Linked DNA regions of Hordeum vulgare: region 2 is linked to region 1. A link is a contact called in public Hi-C data. All regions are on one chromosome and are shown on one strand. Each heading gives the region's core, a stretch centred on a gene start, on an enhancer-like site or on the middle of the called end of the contact. The rest is flanking DNA. Distances are from core to core; before and after follow the strand shown.

Region 1 (4,200 bases), core at 595-3,094:
CCCAGGATACATTTTTTCTTCTTCTTTCACTTTCTTGTTTTCTTTATTTTGATTTGGATTTTATTTCCAAGTTTGTGAACTAATTTATATATTTTTCAGACTCAAAAAATCTACAAATTCATCGAAAACTAAAATTGTGATCACTTTCCAAATCCATAAAAAATTCAAATTGGAGAACTTTTTCTTCAAATTCATGAACATTTTCTCAAACTCACAAATAATTTTTACTCTACTAAACCGAATTTTTTCTTTAAAAAAATCATAAACCTTTTTCTGCTGCTAAATTGAATTTTTGTAAATCAACTGAGCAGCAACAACAACTGGCATAGAGCATGTTTTTCTTTCATGATCGTGCCTGAACAATCCTCGTTATGCAAGGCGAGCGAGCATTTTGGGCCGCATCTCACTATGCTCGTGTGTGAGCACTAGTGCACTAACAGTCACTCAGGAGGAGGAGATCTCAACCGGATATGCCATATGAACTTTAATAAAGTTTGTTTGGTTGAGATATTTGAGTAACCATTGTATTCAACTGTATATTGGGCTAGCCAAGTGTCAGATTAAGTTGGGCGGGTATATTTGGGTGCTGCAAACCAACCTGTGGTTGGATGGTTAGGAGGACTGTGGTATCCCCTGTCCACCAGAGTTCAAGTCAGTGGCGACTTCGTCAATCTCAAGATGATGTGCCGGCTTAGTCTCTCGAAGGTGCTCATAGGGATAGGGTGTGCGTGTGTGCGTTCATATGGGTGAGTGTACGCTCGTGGATGTGAGCGACTTCGATTGTACTCTGCTAAAAAAAAAGGTATATTTGGGTGCTCCTATACTTTGGGAGCTCCTATACGACGCGTTTTGCGTCCGACTGCCGAGGAAACGCGCAAGGCGAGTCAGACCTGGGCTGGCCTGGTAATGAGTTTACTGTGGCACCATATAGAAAATACAGTAAAAAGAGAAATACATGCGAGCAAATGGTACTGTAGCTACTGTATTTTGTAAAAGACGAACCTTTTAAAAAATCCGACTTCATTTAAAACTGAATATTTTTCTGAAAACATGATGATTTTTAAAAAAATGCGAACCTTTTTTCAAAAAACGTTGAACACTTTTAGATATCTGCGAACATCTTTTCAAACTTTTTAATATTATTTAAAAGTAGGAAACATTGTTTTGAAAGCGTGAACATTTTTCAAAAACATGAACATTTGCAAACATTTTTTAAAATTCCGGAACATTTTTCAAATTTCGGAATATTCTTCAATTTTCGGAATATTTTTCAATTTTCGGAACATTTTTATAAGAAACAAAACATTTTTATTAAAATTCCAGAACATTTTTTTAAATTCCGGAACATTTTCGCAAATTCCAGAATATTTTTCAAATTTCGAAACGTTTTGTTTTTGAGAATTCCGATTTTTTAATAACATTGAACGTTTTCTCAAATTTTGGAACATCTTTTAAATTGCGAAACATTTTTTCAAATTCCGGAACATTTTTGAAGTTACAAAACATTTTCGAAATTTATATGTTCTAATTCTGGAACATTTTTCTAATTTCAGAACATTTTTTCAAATTCCAAAACATTTTTTGAAAATCCAGAACATTTTTAAACAGAAACAGAAAAAAGAAAGAAAAAAGAAAAAAAGAAAGAAAAACTGGATCAGGGAATCATCTAAAAACTTCCCAAAACCAGAAAAAACGGGCTGAAAACCTCAAGAAGGTTGCCAAAACCGGGATCGGTGAACTAACAGTCCGGCCCAAACCCCGTCGCTCGCTCGCAGCTCCTGTGTGTTTACCCGACTATTTGACGCAAGGAGCGTCAAATAGGGTTTCCCCTATACTCTACCATATGTGAGACCTCCTAGTTGACGCACGTGGGAGGTAAGATTCGGTGCTTCACGCGCCGGAGGAGCTCCCTAGCGCCCACGTGCCGATGCTAGTTGGCCGGCCCATGTGGATTTCACATTTTATTCTTCCCTAGTTTGCTCGACCACATTTCACAAAAAAATGATTTCAAAAAATCTCACATATTTAAAAAAAGTTCAGCCACTTAAAAGAAGTTCTTCAAATTGGACAAAAGTTCATCCAATGTTAAAAGTTTGTCAATATTTCAAAAAAGACAAGCATATATGCCCGTGCGTTGTAAAAAATATTTTTGTACGATTAACCGCGTGAGAAAAATGATGTGTCGGAGACGGAGCCACGAGTTGCGACCTTCTCGGGGGTCATGTTTGGCCCACGAGATCTTGATAGTAGTGGGATTGGTCAGTGCCTCCTACGACGATGTAACCGAATATATTACTAATTACATCGCATAAATGAAAGACCTAGCGACATGTTGCTAGCTAGTCGAACAAACGTGTCCTAATGACCAATGACGAGCCGGAATACTAGAACATAAAGCTTTTCACCAGTGAACGGATGAAAAAATGAGAGAAACTTACTTTGATTTATTAGTAGGTATAGAAGTATGGATATAGATATATATTGGTGAATTTTAAAAATGTTCATCGATTTTGAAAAAACATTCATCAATATTGAAAAAATGTTCATCGAATTTAAGAAAAGTTCACCAATTTTGAAAACAAAGTTCATCATTTTGTAAAGAAGTTCTTAAATTTAAAGAAAACACTAATGTGAAAAGAAGTTCAAATAATTTGAGAAAAAGTCCATCAATTTTGAGAGTAAGTTCATCTATTTAAAGAGAAATTAGGAAAAATAAATGAAAATAAATGTGAGTTAAGAAATTATCAAAACGGAAAAACTAGGAAAAATAAATCAGATAAAAGAAAAAACAGAAAAATGAAAATAAATGTGAGTTAAGAAATTATCAAAACGGAAAAATACGAAAGTAAGCGCATCACGTGGGGGTGTGGGGTGGTTACTGCAGCTTACAAATAACCATGAAGTTGCCGGTGCGATTATGCGGTTTTTTCTTGAGCGGGTAAAGCAATTTTATTCATCATAAGCCACATAAAGTGAGATACAAATTGGGTCATGGGACATCCCCAACCAAGTGTGGTGCCGCGGCTCTCTATGAAGAGAAAATTTAGCTAAATGGTGTGCCTCCATATTGGCTGTACGCCCTTCAAAAACAAAAGTACAAAGAAATTGAACTACTGTAGACTTAATCTCTTTGATCACATCTCTATTATTCCCCATGCTTCCATTGTTGATGTCCAAAATCGCCTGTTTTTAATAAGATGCAATAACTACTCTCTGTAGATTGAGATCAGCTCCAAGCGCTAAGGCTTCTCTGCATGCGATGGTTTCTAGAATAAGTGGGTCTTGGAGTCCTGCAATCACCAATGCCGAACTACCCATGTAGATGCCATGATCGTCGCGGCAAACTGCAGCCGCCGATCCCCTCTACCTGTGCGAATACCCGCATCCACGTGGATTTTCGCGTACCCCAGCAGTGGAGCTTTTGACGCGCTCTCTGAACTTCCAAAGGGCCTCTCCTAGCTCCTGTTGGGCGCGGTACTCTCAACGCCTCAAGCTCCTGGATGAAGTTTCTTACAAAGGATTGTGTAGTTTGGGGTGATTGGAAGATGTGTTCATGAATCGCCTTGTGTTGGGCTGTCCATATCGTCCAAAGGGTGACTGCCAGGAGGATGAACTGATCATGTGGTAGTAAATCAATTAGTGCAAAGAGACACTGCTTTGCATTGGGCCCGGTATTTGCGATTAAAACCTCACCTAGGTCTTCGTCTACCAGGGCCCAAGTGCATCTAGATGAGGTGCAATTGATCAGGGAATGTCTCCAGGAATCGGACGCTCCACACATGCCACATAAGGGGCTATTAGTCATGTGTTTGGGTGCCCTAACATCTTCTGTTGGGATTGATTGCTTAGCCAACCTCCATTGAAACATTTTTACTTTACACGGGACTATAACATTCCACAAGCTCTTCCATGGCGCCTCCTAAACCACAACAGACGACGGTCCAGGTGCACCGTCCAGCCATGCCTCGCGACGCGTTGGGTGGCAATCAACATACGATAGGCCGATTTGACAGAAGAGTATCCATTGCGTTCAAACTTCCAGCTCCAGAAATCCTCCTCATTACATGTGCAAATAGGAATGCTCATTATCGCATGTACATCTGTGGGCATAAAAACTTACATGATCCTCTGCTCATTCCATGAGGCACTTGATGATATATTAGCTCCGCCACAAAGGTCGGTGGGTTAGCAATTAGGCAC
Region 2 (3,904 bases), core at 517-3,016, 850 kb before region 1:
TGAATAAAATACAGGTCAAATCCGTTGTCTATTTAGACCGTCGCATCGAAGTTAACATTATTAGCGAGTGGGGTGAGTTGGAGTTGGACAATTATGCTACTGGAGTTGAACAAGAACTATGCTACGCTAATGGCCTAGAATAAAACCCTATTTGGGATTGCTCTCTCTTTAAAATTCAGTCTCGCTTAAAAAGAAAAAAACCGAACAGGATAGCTTCACGATATACCGCTCCGTATAAAAAAATAGATTCTGCTGTACAAATTAAAGTTTTTATGAAGCTCTTTAGAGAGTGTTTCAAAAAACTCTAGAAGCTGGAGTTGGGGAAGAATTACCCACAACCGCCACCGGTTAATGGATACCCCTTCATTTCTCCCTCTTTAACCAATCAAATAGATTCTTTTCATCAATTTTTTTATTTTTCAATCTGAAGCTAGATAAAAACCAAAAAGTGAAGGTGATTTTGATGAAGTGGAGCAGTCCCAAACATACCCTAAGTGCATTTGTAGCAGAACCCGTATAATGTCCCAACCCGCACAATAACCGTCAAAATACAGGTCTGCGTGAAAAAAGTTGCCCAATCAGACCCTGCAAATGCGTCGGACCCGTAAATATTTTTACGGGGCGCGGTAAAAAGCTCTTCCCGATCTGCGAAAACACAATTTTCGCATCCGCTTCTACGATGCCTTCCATGGAGAGAAAGCAGTTAGCGGGAGCCCAACTACCATGGAAACTTCTGCATCCGCTGTCCACGTCCACCGTACGCAACCCCGGACGTCCCCGAACACCGGCCACCGGCGCCTAACGCCACCCCGTTCGTCCTGACGGCCGCCCTGCTCGTCCTGGCCGGATTCGGCGTCGGTGGCGGAAGCTAGCTATCTAGCTTCGAGCTCCTGGATGGATCCCACGACCTGCTAGCTAGCTCCTCGATGGATTCGTGGACACCATAGCTAGTTAGATAGCTTCTGGATTCGTGGACGGAGGAGCTAGCTAGCTAGCTAGCCCTGGATGGATTCGTGGACGGAGGAGCTAGCTAGCTAGCTAGCCCTGGATGGATTCCTGGACGGAGGAGCCAGCTAGCTAGCTAGCCCCTCGATGGATTCCTAGACGAAGGAGCTAGCTCCTGGATGGATTCAGGAATCGATGACTCCGTATTTAGAAACAAATTTAGTTGATCATGGACACAGACGAGAGGAAGAAGAAGATGCAGGGGAAAATATAAACGAAATTCGATTTACAGTTTAAGTTTAAGGGGTCTGTTCCGTCATAGCTCGAGTCGATCCGTAAAAGAGCATCTTCTACGGATATTTTTTTTATAGGTTTATTTTACAGGGTGCGACTCTACGCTCGCCCACACCCGTCTGTAAAATCGTTTTTCATGAACTGTAAATACGTTTTATGGGTCAGCGTTATTTGCTCTAAGATTGTCAGTTGTCACAACCATAGCGTTGGAGAGTAGGTTTCCTGGAGAGTACGTGACAGATCTGGAAATAAAATGCTCATTCTCGAATGTCTGGAATGGTGGGTGACTACCGTTCAGTCCGTAAATCTCGACACGCCTGTTTAGCACTCAAGGTCAGTTTGGAGCTCTACCGCTAGCTCTGTTTACAGCTCGGAAAGTGCTCATGGCCTCGTACAGGCGCACCTGTTTAGCACTAGAGGTCACGTGGAATCCACCATCACAAGTGTAAGCTGCATACTAATTACGTACCGCCCAACGCTAACTAGTCACCACCTTCTTCGATCGTCTTCAATGGTATCACGTCGACATGCTACTTCCACCTGACACTACTGAATGTTCATGAAGCAGAAAAAAAAAAGAATCCGTATAAATATGCTCATTCATAAACACAGCGCTCATGATCCGTAGTTCGTTGGGATAGATGTTAACACCGATGAAGTTTCATGTGGTTAAGCTACCATCGATTGCCCATTGCAGGCGTCACTGGCACTATATGTTCCCCGCCGCCGTCCTCACGGCGTGCCTTGTAGTCCTCGCGGCGACGGGCCTGCCCGGCCGCGTGCCGCTAATGCCGCCGTTGCTCACGAGCACGACGGGCCATGGACGGGGCGTCGACCGGTCCTGCGACATATTCAAGGGCGAGTGGGTGCGGGACCCGGGCGCGCCGCGGTACACCAACGAGACGTGCCCCGTGATCCACGGCCACTACGACTGCATGCGCTACGGCAAGCCGGACCTCGGGTTCATCCGGTGGCGGTGGCGGCCGGACGAGTGCGAGCTGCCGCGCTTCGACGCGGCGCGGTTCCTCGGCGCCATGAGGGGGAAATCCGTGGCGTTCGTCGGCGACTCGCTCGCCAGGAACCAGATGCACTCGCTCGTGTGCCTCCTGGCGCGGACCGAGCGGCCCGCGCCGTGGACCAAAGCGGGATACGTCTACCGCTACGAGCGCCACGGCTTCGCCGTCGCCGACTTCTGGTCGCCGTTCCTCGTCCGGGCCGTCGAGACCGACCGGGACGGCCCGACGCGTAGCGGGGCGGGCCTGTGGAGCCTCCACCTGGACGAGCCGGACGCTGGATGGGCGGCCCACGCCGGCATGTTCGACTACATCGTCGTCTCCGCCGGCAGCTGGTTCTACCGGCCGGCCGTGTTCTACGAGCGCGGCCGCCTTGTCGGGTGCAGCGGCTGCCTCGTGCCCAACGTCACCGACCTCACGCTCCGGTACTCACTGCGGCTGGCGTTCCGGAGCGCGCTGCGCTCGGCCGTCGGCGCGCCGGGCGGCCGCTCCAGGACGGTCATCGTGCGAACGATCTCGCCGTCGCACTACGAGAACGGGACGAGGAACGAGGACGGCGACTGCGTTCGGACACGGCCGCTCCAGCGCGGCGAGTGGGAGATGGACGAGGAGCAGAAGGAGATGCGCCGGATACAGGTGGAGGAGTTCGCGGCGGCAGAGGCTGCGGCGAGAGGGAAAGGGGTGCGGATGCTGCTGATGGACGTGACGGAGGCCATGGCGCTGCGGCCGGACGCCCACCCGAGCAAGTACCGGATGTGGGAGCCGGAGAAGTTTAGGGTGTCCCGGGACTGCCTACACTGGTGCCTGCCCGGCGCCATGGACGCGTGCAATGACATGCTGCTTCACATGCTGCTCGGTTAACCAGTACTCCTTCGGTAAAAAATATATAAGGCGTTTAGTTCACTATATATATATACGGAGGGAGTAAAGTACTACTTCTTCTTCTTCTTACTACTATATATATATAATTTGGTAGCTTGGTAATTTGATGGCCTGAATATGTACTTCCAACTATTCATTCTCAAGCAGCTGGTAATATTGGAAAATTATTTTATGTACACAAAAAAAGGGAACGTTGCTTTGGTTCCCGGGCTCTCAGATGAGTCCGGCAGTGAAAACAAATAGTAAGAAATACTAAATAAATTTTAAAAAATCTATTTTTTGGGAGAAAGATGGCTTAGTGCATGATTTCCGTGTCAAATTTCAGGGCATTTTTATAAGTGAGTAGCTCTTAGGAATAAATAAATAAATTTAGGGTCTATGAAGACTTTACTATTTATGTATAGTTTGACTTTTTTTGCTGAGAGCTATTTAGATTTTCAAATGCTTTGAAATTTGACATACACCTCCCACACTTAAATATGCTCCTTGATTTTTTTTGAAAATTTATAGCATTGTTTTTAAATTTACTGTTTACCGGATGCAGATGAACCTAGGATTCGAATTGGATATTCGATGTAAGTTAATCCTTTTTAGTTGAAGCAACAATACTTCAAAAAATGATGCTCAGAAAAAGGAAAAAGGTTGAACCAACCCCTTCGTTCATCCTCTCTCAAGCAAACAAAGTGACCAAGGTTTGTGCCTCTTGTCGGCAACGCTGCTCAACTGCCTTGTCTCATGTGGCCTTAGGGCCATAGGGGCGTGATGAATCT

The links. A called contact is a pair of places that touch in the nucleus more often than the background predicts.
Region 2: a contact with region 1 is called in a Hi-C map of seedling, with 2.6 times the contacts expected there. The contact joins the promoter of LOC123412790 here to the enhancer-like site in region 1. A contact is called at or near these places in 2 of 6 Hi-C or Micro-C datasets (leaf and seedling).

What each region holds. Positions count from the first base shown.
Region 1 is chr7H:120,086,520-120,090,719 of MorexV3_pseudomolecules_assembly, reverse strand. No RefSeq gene overlaps it. Among protein-coding and RNA genes, the nearest start is that of LOC123410542, 190 kb to the right of the region's middle. Within about 2 kb of position 1,844, at least 2 of the 3 cell types and tissues checked have open chromatin away from gene starts, as enhancers often do. A contact at or near this core is called in leaf and seedling, where this site is marked.
Region 2 is chr7H:120,938,970-120,942,873 of MorexV3_pseudomolecules_assembly, reverse strand. It overlaps LOC123412790 (protein trichome birefringence-like 19), which reads left to right and starts at 1,766. Exons shown (of 1, transcript XM_045105724.1): 1 at 1,766-3,303. The coding sequence starts at 1,881. The coding sequence ends at 3,113.